2 separate regions of the Pan troglodytes genome follow, and region 2 is linked to region 1. The links are chromatin contacts, called in public HiChIP or PLAC-seq maps. All regions are on one chromosome and are shown on one strand. The core of a region is the stretch at or near the end of the contact, and the rest is flanking DNA. Distances in the headings are between cores, read along the strand shown. Region 1 holds the start of FAM184A (family with sequence similarity 184 member A). Region 2 holds the start of MAN1A1 (mannosidase alpha class 1A member 1).

Region 1 (6,207 bases), core at 439-2,938:
TTAGAAAAAGTGGTGGCCGGGCGCAGTGGCTCACGCCTGTAATCCCAGCACTTTGGGAGGCTGAGGTGGACGTATCACAAGGTCAAGAGATTGAGACCATCCTGGCCAACATGGTGAAACCCCGTCTCGACTAAAAATACAAAAATTAGCTGAGCATGGTGGTGTGCGCCTATATTCCCAGCTACTCTGGAGGCTGAGGCAGGAGAATCGCTTGAACCTGGGAGGCAGAGGTTGCAGTGAGCCAAGATCATGCCACTGTACTTCAGCATGGTGACAGAGCAAGACTCCATCTCAAAAAAAATAAATAAATAAAAAAGATAAAGTGGAGATCCCACTAGCCACATCAACAGCAATAGTGTCGAACATTTACTGGCTGCTTACTAGGAGGCATGCCCTGGGTCACATACATCCATGCTATATTAGTTTGCTAGGGCTGCCATAACAAAGCACCACCAACTGGGAGCTTAAACAACAGAAATGTATTGTCTCACGGTTCTGGAGGCTAGAAGTCCAAGATCAATGTGTCAGTAGTGCTGGTTCCTTCTGAGGGCTGTCGGGGAGAACCTGTTCCATACCTCTCTCCTAGCATCTTATCGTTTGTTGGCAATTTTGGGCATTTGTTAGCTTACAGATGCCTCATCCTGATCTGTGCCTTCATCTTCACAGTGTTCTCCTTGTGTGGGCACCTCTGTGTCCAAATTTCCTGTTTCTATAAGCACATTAGTTGCACTCAACTAGGGCTCACTCTAATGACTTCATGTTAACTTGATCATCTGCAAAGACTCTATTTCTAAATAAGGTCACCCTACAGGTACTGGGTGTTTGGACTTCAACACGTTTTCTGGGACACAAACCAACCCCTAACACATGCATTGTCTCATTCAGGCTCACACCAGCATCATGAGGCAGGGGCTATGATTACTGACATTACAAACCAAGACGGTGAGACTTAGAAAGCTTTGCTTATGCTTTTCTATTGCATCTACTACACAGATAGTAGAACTAGGGTATGGATGCAGACAGTTTGATGCAAAAAACCTGCTCTTAATCACCACATGAGATTTCCAAAAGAGCATGAGGAACTTTCTCCACCTTTCAGTTGCTTGGCCATAGGTTACACACTGGAGTCATCCACTCTACTCAGAAGAATACTAGCTACCCTTGGTTGAACACCTATTACATACATTACATTATCTCATTTAGTCCCCTAAACAAATTTAGAAGTTCAGTACTCTTTATCCCAGTTCACAGATAAGCAAATTGAAAGTCAAAGAAGTAGAGAGCAGCTGGCCAAGAAAGCAAGAAAGAGTTGAGCCAGGACTCAGGTTGCCCCCGGCCACTACCCATCACCACTTGAGCCTGAAGATGTATTTTCTCCACTGTGCTGTGCTGCCTTTCATGCAAAGCTCAGGGCATACCAGGCTATGATTCACTCACATGAAAAAATCAGAGGTCTGAGTAAATCTCACAGTGCTCATTTTTAAAAGGGTACACAAAACAAATCTCAATTCCAAAGAATTTGGATCAGCCAAGAGAAGGCATGGGAAAATATCAAATGTTTGTATGATTACCTGGGCAACCTTTTCTGTGCTATGTAAATGTGTAATGACTAATCAACCAGGACGGCCAAGGGATTTGTTTCTAGAGATAGGCAATTTTCATTTGTGCCTGTGATTGGCTCAGCTCTGCGTGTGAAGAGGGAAAAGGCTTCCGTTTATTTAGCATAATGATGGACCAAAACAAAAGAAGAAATCATTTCACTCATGCTTAGGTAAGACATTTCCATCTTTCTTAAATCTTTGTGTGTCTATTTTTGTGTTCATAGCAACCGGCAGACTATTTAGAACAGAAATGTGCATGCGTTGAGTACAAAGCGAAGACAGCATTGGGCGGTGGGATGCGTGCTGAAGAGGGATAGCTAATGTTTGGCAAGTGTCAAAAACAAATGGCCATTGATCAGGAAGAATCCTTAGCAAAATAAGATCAAGATTTTCTGGGGGCTATTGACCATTACCAGTTTTCACTTTTCTGACATTCATTAAAAAAAAAAAAAATACAGATCCTGACTCCCTGGAGCTTTGCAGTTTGCCAACTTTCTGAGGGCATTGCTAGGTTTATAGTGCCATCATGTGGCCACTTCTCAATCTGTTCAAAAATTCTGCTGGATCTAAGCCTGGCAGGATGACTGAATGATTCCAGTTTCATGGTGCTGGGAGGCTTGTAGAACAGTGCTGGCTAGTCACACATCTGATGCAGGCAGCAATAGTGTGCTGGGGAAGGGGTTAAGAAAGAAAGAGCTGAGAGGCTCCCTGCAGACAGAGCAGGGGCGGGACAAAGAGAATCCAGACAGTTGGACTTGGCCGTGGGGACAGGCAGCTGGCAGAGAGGACATTTACCCAGTGGGGGTTAGGGCCATGCTAGTGGGCTTGGGTTCATATGCAACACTTTCATCACTGAGAAGAATGTGGCTAGGCTCCAGCTCTCGTGGGGTAGGTGGGACTGGGAAATAAAATAGCAACTGGAGCTAAAACCCAGTTACAGTCTTCCCTGGTCACTGGCTCTTAGAAGAAGACAGGCATTCCATGCACCTCACTCAGGAGACCACCAGAAGTCCAGCCAAGCCCTGCCTGGGCTCTTTCCCAGGAAACTGCTTCTGCTGACACTCTCCTGGCCACGATCTTCTTCCCAGCAGAGGAAGAAATCTTGTCCATATAGGAGAAGTTGAGGTATGGAGTTTCATTGCTAGGCAGGGAACTAGGGTGGGTGGGTTGACAGTAAGCAGGTTATAGGTTCCATGGAAATAGACAAAGACCAACCAAATGAGAAAAAGCAAAGGCTATTTATTCTGAGCTTGCTATAGCAATGAAGTTGGCCACCATCACTTGCATTTTGTCAGAGACCCCATCACAGGCAAAGCACTGGGAAAGCTTTAGAGTGGAAAAAAAGGGAAGTCTTGAGGTGTGCCCTGATGGGAGGCTGTTGGCCTGGGGAAGCTGCAGGTGGGCTAACTGGAAGCAGGGCACACTGTGTGATTGGTTAGGGGTAGGTACAGATTTGGCTTTCTCTGGTTGTTCCTAAATTTAAAATGGTGACAAAAGTTAGGGAAGTTGTCGGTTATTAATCAGGTCCTGGCCATTTTTGGCTGATTGTTACAGTAGTTATTGTTCAGCTTCCTGGATTGTCACCAGAGATAGCAGCCTGGCTTCCTACAAGTCTGAGTTCGAGCAGGCTGACTTCCTGGGTTATTTATTGTACATAAGGGGGTTGGTTTCCTTCTCTGGTACAGAGAGTGGGTCAAAGATCTATTTTTACATGTGGTCTGGTCTGTTTCTAGATTCAGTCTATCATCTCTGAGTCATCCCTGCTATGACTCAAGCAAGGATCAGCCTGGCAAGAGGTGGTGGGGGTTGGGAGCCCTCATCTTATGTCAGCAAACAATGAGGAGTTGGAATTGGCAAAAGGCCCCACCCACCCCACCCTATCCCCAGTTAGAATCAAGTCTTCAAGGGGACAGGACCAGTTGGAAGCCCAGCGATTAATACCAGGTTGTATCATCGCTCAGACCCACAGCTAGGATGCACCCACGCTAAACCCTCTTCCAGCCACTACTATGTAGCTGAAGCAACTTGATTATTTGCTGCCTTAGTCATGACTGGATGAGGAACTTGGAAGAGACTTCAGATTCAGGAGAAAGAGGAGGAAGTGGTGCTTGTGTTCGTGGTATTGATGTTAGGGTGGCACATTTTGTAGGCATCTGGGAGACAAAAAAACAAAAACAAAAAAACAGAGCCTGCCACTGCCCCCGCTGGATGTCTTAGTGCCTCTAACTAGGGTTTAGGGCCCTGGCTCTATCCTGCTAGTAAACTACATTTGGTTTTTTCTGGAATGTAGTGACTATCATGTGGAAAGGGCAAGAGCTATAAATGCAAGCCTGGGGGTGCACATCTCTGGGAGGAAACCCTGGGTACAGGCACTCCTTTTTAATTCAAGGAGAGTCGGAAGAGCTCCAATCTGTGCACCAGGGGAGAGGGCGACTATTCCTTTCCTGCTAGTGATTTTAACTCTACTCCCATTTTTACAGCATCTCTCATCTGGGAAAAGATACATGTGGACCAACAACCCCCATACTATGCTGACATTATTCCTTATTTGTCAAATTCATATCAGCCAATTGGTGACACCGAAACCCTAGTTGTAGCAAAACTGACTGTATTATGAATAGTATCTGGAAATGGGAAAATATGGGTGATTTAAGCTAGGCATGGTGGCTCATACTGGTAGTCCTTGCTACTTGGAAGGCTGAGGCAGGAGGATCGCTTGAGCCCAGGAGTTCAAGGCTGCAGTGGGCTGTGATCACGTCACCACACTCCAGCCTGGGTAACATAGCGAGCCTCTGTCTCCAAATAAACACACACACACACACACACACATACACACACACACACACGTAAGTTAATCGGGAAAAGCACTGAAGAGCAGATGGTATATAATTTTTCTCATTTCTAGCAGTCTTGTTCTGTGTGAACATGTGGAGCACACTGCAGGCCAGTGTGGAATGTACAGAATTCCCCAAATTTCAGTCATTAATTTTGGCCATATCTATACGCAGCCTACATAGTTCCTCAATGTTTTCCTTTAAATTTATTTATTTATTTTTAATTATATTTATTTTGAAAGGGAAATTATATCACTATTGAAAATGAAAAGTCAATATCACCTCTCATAAATAGAAGGTAATCCTAACTATAAATACATAACTAAACAAATCAAACTCTTCACCCATAGACTGTCCCCAGATGGTCTCCTATGCCGCTAGTGGTACTAGTGCCACATTTGGGGAAATACCTGTGCAATATTAGTTAAGAGCTCTGGCTCTGGTGTCAGATTGCCTAGGTTCAACTTCTAGCTGTAAAAATCATGTGCAAATATTTAGCCTCTGTAAGTCTGATTTCCTTCCCTGTAAAAATCATGTTTTTGCTTAATGGAGCTGATGTGAAGATTCAGTGAGATGATACCTAAAAGATTTAGCACAATGCCTGGTATATGATAAACAATAAATATTAATATTAGCTGTCACTGTTATCAGTATGATTACTATTATCCTTTTGAATTGGGTCACTGGTGCATAACTCTTCCTAATAGTTGGTCCTCAAAACACTCACGCCTTATTTGTGGAGAGGAATGTGGTTGAAATATACAGAGGATGGATGCCTTAAAAGATTTGCAGACTACTGAAAATAAGAAACCAAGCCAAAGGGCCTTTCATGTCAAAAACGCCAGCCAGTGAGGCAGTGAACCTAAGTGTATCAACCAACTTTTCACTTTTATTTTTGATATTATTTGCTGTTTCCTAGCCCCTTGGTTCTCTGTGGTATTTTTTTCCTGGTACTCACTGAGTCAGAGTCCCAGCAGGAATCAGATCGTACCCAAAGGAGTGATTGAAGGGTTTAATGACAGAAGGGTGTATTTGCAGAAGTGTGGGTAAGAGCTAAAGAAGCCAATAAAAGATAGTTATCTCCCAGGGCCTAGCAACAACAGGAAGCTCTTACACCCCTACAGCCTAGCAGACAATGGGAGGAAGCTGTTGCTGCAACCTGGGGAGAGAGGTGGCCATGATAGGCCACTCCACCCAACCCTCCACAGGGGTCTCGATGTTGGTAGGGACCAGCAGAGAGGGAGCAGAGAGAATACCTGCCATGGATGGATTCTCCTCCTGCCTGCCAATCTCTGGCCAGTGCCACTCAAGAACAAACCAGCTGCAGCTACAGCACAAGGGAAGCACTGGACATGCCATGCCTAGAGGTCAGCAGAGAAGGGTGGAGAGTGGACCTGGAGAGCCAGACAGAGAAGGACCAACACATTTATCACATAACGCGATGATGTTGCTTGATCTATGATGCCCTTTTGCACTCTGTAAACTCTCAGTAGAATTAGTTGCAGACATTAAGTAAATCAGACTGTGAATGTGTATGTCAGTGACACAAAGACAAGCAGGGGTGCAAACAAAATAGAGGCATATACCACCCATCTACCACCCCCCTAGGCCAGGGGGCACATCACGGGAGCTGGCAGCAGCTCAGCACTGTCTCCCATTTCTTAGCCAGAGCTCTGCTACTAAGCAGCATGCTTTTGGAGGCAGGGACAGTCCATAGAAAAGACTCTCATGACTTTTATCTTCACCACAAGCTAGCAAAATAAAGAAGAAAT
Region 2 (6,296 bases), core at 3,310-5,809, 200 kb before region 1:
CTATAAAGGGTGAAGAAACATTTTAAGACTCTCCAGCTACCAAACCCAACGCTGTTCCTCCCAACCATACTTTCTTCTCCAGTGGATATTATTCAAATAAGGGCTGGGAGTTGAAAAGTGACAACCATATGAAGAGCCACATAATCTAAAATATCCTTCCTGCCATCCTTTCTTGGGTCTTCTTTATAAGAATCCAAGAGACACTGTTATTTCCTCATTCCCAACATTAATTACCCTTTTAAGAGAGGGGAAAAATGGACTTAAATTTCTTAAATGCCTACTGTGCCAGACACATTAGTTACATCATTTAACCTAAGAGGAACAACAAAGTTGCAGATGAAGAATGAGAGGCACAGAATAGGTGACTTCTTGGCCTCGGTCACATAGTCAAGCACATGCGCATGCACGTGCTCTACAATAAATTCCTCTCTTATTCAAAACCTTGCCCCGTGACCTCAGGAAAACCTCCCCCTGTTATTTCTTTCAGTCCCTTTGTTAATCAAATCAAAACAAAACCAAAGTAAAAATACCTTAAGGGCAGTAGTTGTGATATTTTTCAAACCAAAAGAAAGCTACACACAGTGAAGGAAAACTATACCTAAGAACTTCCATACACCTTTCTGACCTTGCAAGTTGATTTTAGAATATTTCTGAAACTATCATTATATCTCCTCTTTCAAATAAATCTGTTTGTCCTCAGGCTCCAACATTCATAATAAATAGAACACTTTCTAATTTAATGTTACTTTGATTACCAGCATTGCAACAGTACTTTTTCCAACATGTTATTCTTCCCTAGGGTGAGGTCTTTGCAGTGCAGGCTAGCAACCCAAAGCACCATTTACAACCCTGTTTCTATGAAGAAAAATGCTCTGAAAGTTCCAAAGAGCCAATGCACACAAATACTTGCAGGACACAATGTTTTTAAGTTGGGGACAGTTAATATTTATGAAATGTGTTCAAAACAAAACCGTATCTTTCAACAGGAGCCTGCAGGAACAGAGGGCTCCTGCCCTCACCGCCCCTGGCACCCACGCCCCCTCAAAAAAATGTGATTGGAATTCTATAAAAATAATCTGCCACTCAGGCAGTTCCAAAGTAAATTGAGGAAGAGCAAAAACATGGAATCAGAAATATAACAGTAGACTCCAATTTGCATACAAATAACACTGATAGTTTCCTTTAAAACTCTGGTTAATTTCCACCTTAATATATCTCATGTAAAATTGAGAGTGCCCACTGAAGTATTGAAACTTCAAGATTAATATTCACAATGAATCATTTTTTACGTATTACATTTGGATTTTTTAAAAAATAAGAGCAAAGACCTATTGTGACCTAGAAAATCTCCCATTAAAAGATTTTATCAGAAATCTAACTTGTTGAAGAATTTCAGTCATTATTTACTATACATGTAGATTAAATTCATTTCTTTTACTAGATTAAGTTTTATTTAAAGTGAGAGAACAAAAATCCTCAAAAGGATTCTTCCACAAACTTCTAACTAGTACTGCCTAGAAACTTCCTAAGAAATGTTCTTACACTTCAATTTTTGAGAACTTATAATTTTATAAAAATATAAATTTATCAGTTTTATAAAAATATTGCCAATTTTTCCTCTGTAACTCTGCTCATAATTATTACTATATTTCATTTTAGGCATGTTAATGTAAAAATTAAATCTACCTTTTGGTAATTTCTCTTGAAAGTAGAAAAATCTAAGCAACAACATTTATTTGGGGATTTCTTTGTAGTGTTTTGTGGTATCACTGATGATCAGGTTTTTAAAAAATTATTTGATTCAAAGATATAATCTTGAAACACAAAAATTTACAAATTATCAAAGAAATACACACAAACATTAAGTATTGAAAAAGGAAAATGTAAGAATTAAGTTTGCAAGCAAATCTGCAAAAATTACAAGAGAGTTATACTTCAAAAGGACTGGCTGGCCAAATAAAAAAACATAGCAAGTATTTTTTTAAAAATCCCACAAAATTACTAAGGTTCTTAGGTTTACATTAGACCATCCATAATGAGAAACAGCAATTTCAGCACTATCATTGCATTCATAAAGATGGTGACATTACCTTCAGGTAGATGTGGCTAGGGAGTCTTGACTTAGGGGACAAAGTCAAGGTTTCATTACTTGGAGGACAAGAACCAATCACCTTTATTTTATCTCAGGGTACAAAGTACTTTTTTCAATGGCAGAATGTCAAGTGCTTTGTAGTACTGAAATCAGAGGAAAGTGTCCGATTTTGCTTCTACAAAATGCACAATTTTACTTGTTGACTATTTTCTACTCCTCCCTTACCATGAGCACACAGGGCTTCATGTGATTATTTTAAAGAGGATGCATAATTCGATTGCTATGCCTCTTCAGATACCTTCTTTGTGAATTTTTCAAATTTGCTCTGGCCCAAATATTGGTGTTCCCATATAGTTCTTATCCCACCTAATGTACACAGACACCCTTTAATATGTACCTATAATCAACCACCCATGTTAACTTCTTGTTTAACATATTATCAAAGCCAGGCTGCAAGTATAACCCTGTCATTTAAGAAATACGGAAAATAAGAAAAAAATCTTAAAATAAGCTTCATGATGAACTTAAAAAGAATAGTTACTTTAAAAGATTTAGAAACAACATAGATAAATTTAAAGTTTTTAGGGGAAAAAAATCCTTAAACCCACGTACTAAATTTTTAATATTTCCACTACAGAAGTTAAATGCCCAAACTGATTTGGTATCAAAATTAAAGTGTCAGAAATAGAATTAAGTTATAACTTTTATTTATCACCATTTTAACATATACTTGAAAGTGGAATTTATTGTTTTGCTGGAATACTTAATAACATTAATTTGAAATAAAGCTTCTAAATATTTCTGGGGCTATAATTCCATTCTTAAAACATAATTTTTAAACTAATAAATCATTCCAAAAAAGGATGATCATAAAGAGATTAGCGTTTGGGGTAGTTAACCCAGTTCCTATTTATCTATCCATTCAAGAGGTAACTCAGTTTTAAGGATGTTGTTAGAAACATTATTTCACAGTGATTCAAACCTTTCAGCCTATGCACAACCTACAAATGCATAATCGTTTGAAATAAAAATTGCCTTTCCATCATTAAAGAAAAATCATCCTTGTTTTCTTTTTCAGTCCTTCTGAACTTATTACCCTGCTTGGATATGCTGCACTCTTCTGGACATAGAATTTCATAGCAGGTATCAAAATAACCAAGCCATAAAGCCAGCTTTATCAAACAATAATTTCCTATTAACAAGAACTTTGAGTGTATGACTCATTTTACACAAAACAAGTAGACGACAAATAATGATGGTTAAAATTAATAATTAAATAATTAAATGAAAACTAGTAAGGATTTCTGATTACTTTTCTACTTTCTCATACAGCTTAACACCTGGAAACAACTGTACTGGAGCCACCTTCCCGAAAGGTGCCAGCTGTTTCCTTTGTCTTAAGCACAAACAGAACTAATGTCACATTTCCAGAGAAGGGTAAGGATGAAATAAGGCGACTACAAACCAGCTTTCAGAAATGCGAAGTCAGTCAACGTTTTCCTCTCTGATAACCCCTTATTTGTGGAGCAACAGGGGAATTACAACACATTTTGGAAAATAATTTCTATTGGACCAACTCCTCACTTCGCTGGAAGTAGTCGGATCCAAGACTTAATTTCAACACAGTGTTCGACTTATTGCTTGAAGCTACCGCAGCATAAAACTCGTCTTCGAATGGAAAATTTGACCAACTTCTATGAGGTAAATGAATAGTGAAAGTAGGGGTGGGCGGGAGAGACATACAAGTTTTTTCGGTTTTTTGTTTTTTGGGGGAAGAAAGGGCGCATACGAAAAAAGTCCTAAGCAAGCACAGAACTGTATCTCTTAGGATGTAAAAGGATGTTATACCAGAGAGCTCAAAAGCTCCCAGGGTCACGGCTCCCCTAACCGAGGGACTTGGGGTTTCACTGCTACCAGGCACCCGGGGAACCCCGGCCTTGGATAAAAAGAGGGTAACTGGAGTAAAGCCGTGCTTCTGAACGACCCAGCGCCCAGGACCCCCTGCCAGACCCCGCCTTTCCCGGGACCCCCTCGGGAGCGCCCCCGACCGCCCCGCACGGGTCGGAGGAGGAGGCAGAGAGGTCCCGCGCGGACCCAGGCGCCTCCCGGGCCAGTCGAGGATCAACCACCCCGGGGACCCCTGCCGAGGCCAGCGCAGGATAAACTCCCCGACCCCGAACTCTGCCTGCCGCTTCTCGGCGCTGGGCCTCAGCCACGGGTTCGACCGTCCTCCTCACCGCGGCTCCCGCCTACCTCGCGCCTCCCGGCCCCGCGACCTCCCCGCCGCCGGCCGGGCCCCGCCGAGGCTGCGCTTCCCGTAAACTCCCCGCCCCGCGCATCCCCCTCCTCGCCTCGGCCCCGCCCCCGCGGGACCCTGGGCGGCGCGTGATTGGCCCGGCCGCGCCGTCACTCTCCGGCCGCGTCGCCTCCCTCGCTTTCTACCGCCCCAAGACCGGCAGTGAGATTAGTGCTCGCGGGGCCTCGGCGGAGGGTACCGTGCTGCTCTACTCGCTGCCATTCGCCCGCAGGTCGGCGCGCTCGCCCACCTGAGCCGCGCCGGGGCTGCGGGACCGCGGGACAGCGCGCTCAGCCCAGCCTAGGAAAGAAGCAGCAGTCTCAGCGCGGAGATGGGGAGCGGGCGAAGTTGACGAGTCTCCCGCCCACGCTGCGCCCCTCCTGCCCAGAGGTGCGCTGCCCCTCCCCGAGGTTCTCGCGCGCTGCCCTGCCCCCCTCCTGCGCGGGACACCCCTCCCCTACCCATGGGACCTGAAAACTTCACCCCAAGTCCAAAGAGTGGGCTGCGAGGGCGGTGCCCGGAGCTGGACAGGACTCTGCTCAAGGGGAGCGGTCCTGGAGGCTCGCCAGGAGTCGGAGGGCGGAGACCCGCTGGAAACTTTATCATCGCCGTAATTACTACGTTTTACTGTTTCTCTCCCCGCAGGGGCTGCAGCCAGCGGTCTGTCGCGCGTGCCTGTGTGCCCGAGGAGCCGCCCCGGGGAGAAGACCCGGCGCGGAGTTGTTCCCCCAGGGAGGATCCGCAGCCCAGCCGAGGGGGTCGGGCGGCCTGGCTACGCAGGACCCAGCCCCGCAGCCGCGGACTCCCAGCGGCGGCGAAGTTTGGCTGCTGAGCGGCGCGGCGCCGGACCACTGGACGGCGGGAGCGATGCCCGTGGGGGGCCTGTTGCCGCTCTTCAGCAGCCCCGCGGGCGGCGGCCTGGGCGGGGGGCTCGGCGGCGGCGGTGGCAGGAAGGGGTCGGGCCCCGCCGCCCTCCGCCTGACGGAGAAGTTCGTGCTGCTGCTGGTATTCAGCGCCTTCATCACGCTCTGCTTCGGGGCGATCTTCTTCCTGCCAGACTCCTCCAAGCTGCTCAGCGGGGTCCTGTTCCACTCCAGCCCCGCCTTGCAGCCGGACGCCGACCACAAGCCCGGGCCCGGGGCGCGCGCCGAGGACGCGGCCGAGGGGCGAGCCCGGCGCCGCGAGGAGGGGGCACCCGGGGACCCGGAGGCCGCCCTGGAGGACAACTTGGCCAGGATCCGCGAAAACCACGAGCGGGCTCTCAGGGAAGCCAAGGAGACCCTGCAGAAGCTGCCCGAGGAGATCCAAAGAGACATCCTACTGGAGAAGAAGAAGGTGGCCCGGGACCAGCTGCGTGACAAGGCGCCGTTCAGAGGCCTGCCCCCGGTGGACTTCGTGCCCCCAATCGGGGTGGAGAGCCGGGAGCCCGCCGACGCCGCCATCCGCGAGAAAAGGGCAAAGATCAAAGAGGTGAGTGGGCCGCGCCAGAAATCCCTGCCGACCGGCCGTGTTTTTCAGGGAGAAACGGCAAGCCTTTGAAACTCTGAAGACTGCAACAATGCAATGTATGGGGAGATGGAGGTTTGCCCCTTCCACCAGGTGCTGTGTCAAAAGCTCTTTCTTTTCCTGTTTCCAATATAGTAGTAGATGTGTCCAGTAAGATCTAAGGTCAAATCTCGTTGCTTTTAATTTGCATGCTCTTGCTCTGGTGACCACAAGCCACACGAGGTGGGTATAAATACATGGGCAGGTAATACACAAACCTCATTCTCTGGCCGCTACACGGTTAATCGCCCCACCAGTAACAGCGACGGCACTGATCAGCCCCCTGGTAAGGATTGGGGACGTGGCTTTAAAGTGAGTCTTCACGCGTGGTAAAGCTAGCCAGCATACCCCGGGTTCAGCTGT

What was found. HiChIP or PLAC-seq counts read pairs in DNA pulled down with a chosen protein or histone mark.
Region 2: an H3K4me3 HiChIP or PLAC-seq map of stem cell-derived excitatory neurons shows a contact between it and region 1, with 12 times the contacts expected there. The contact joins the promoter of MAN1A1 here to the promoter of FAM184A in region 1. A contact is called at or near these places in 3 of 7 Hi-C or Micro-C datasets (blood, induced pluripotent stem cells and stem cell-derived neural progenitor cells) and 1 of 1 datasets of contacts at active chromatin or transcription factors (stem cell-derived excitatory neurons).

The regions. Positions count from the first base shown.
Region 1 is chr5:131,041,104-131,047,310 of NHGRI_mPanTro3-v2.0_pri, reverse strand. It overlaps FAM184A (family with sequence similarity 184 member A), which reads left to right and starts at 1,688. Exons shown (of 16, transcript XM_063813399.1): 1 at 1,688-1,771.
Region 2 is chr5:131,244,648-131,250,943 of NHGRI_mPanTro3-v2.0_pri, reverse strand. It overlaps MAN1A1 (mannosidase alpha class 1A member 1), which reads left to right and starts at 4,559. Exons shown (of 13, transcript XM_518868.8): 1 at 4,559-4,778; 2 at 5,034-5,858. The coding sequence starts at 5,256.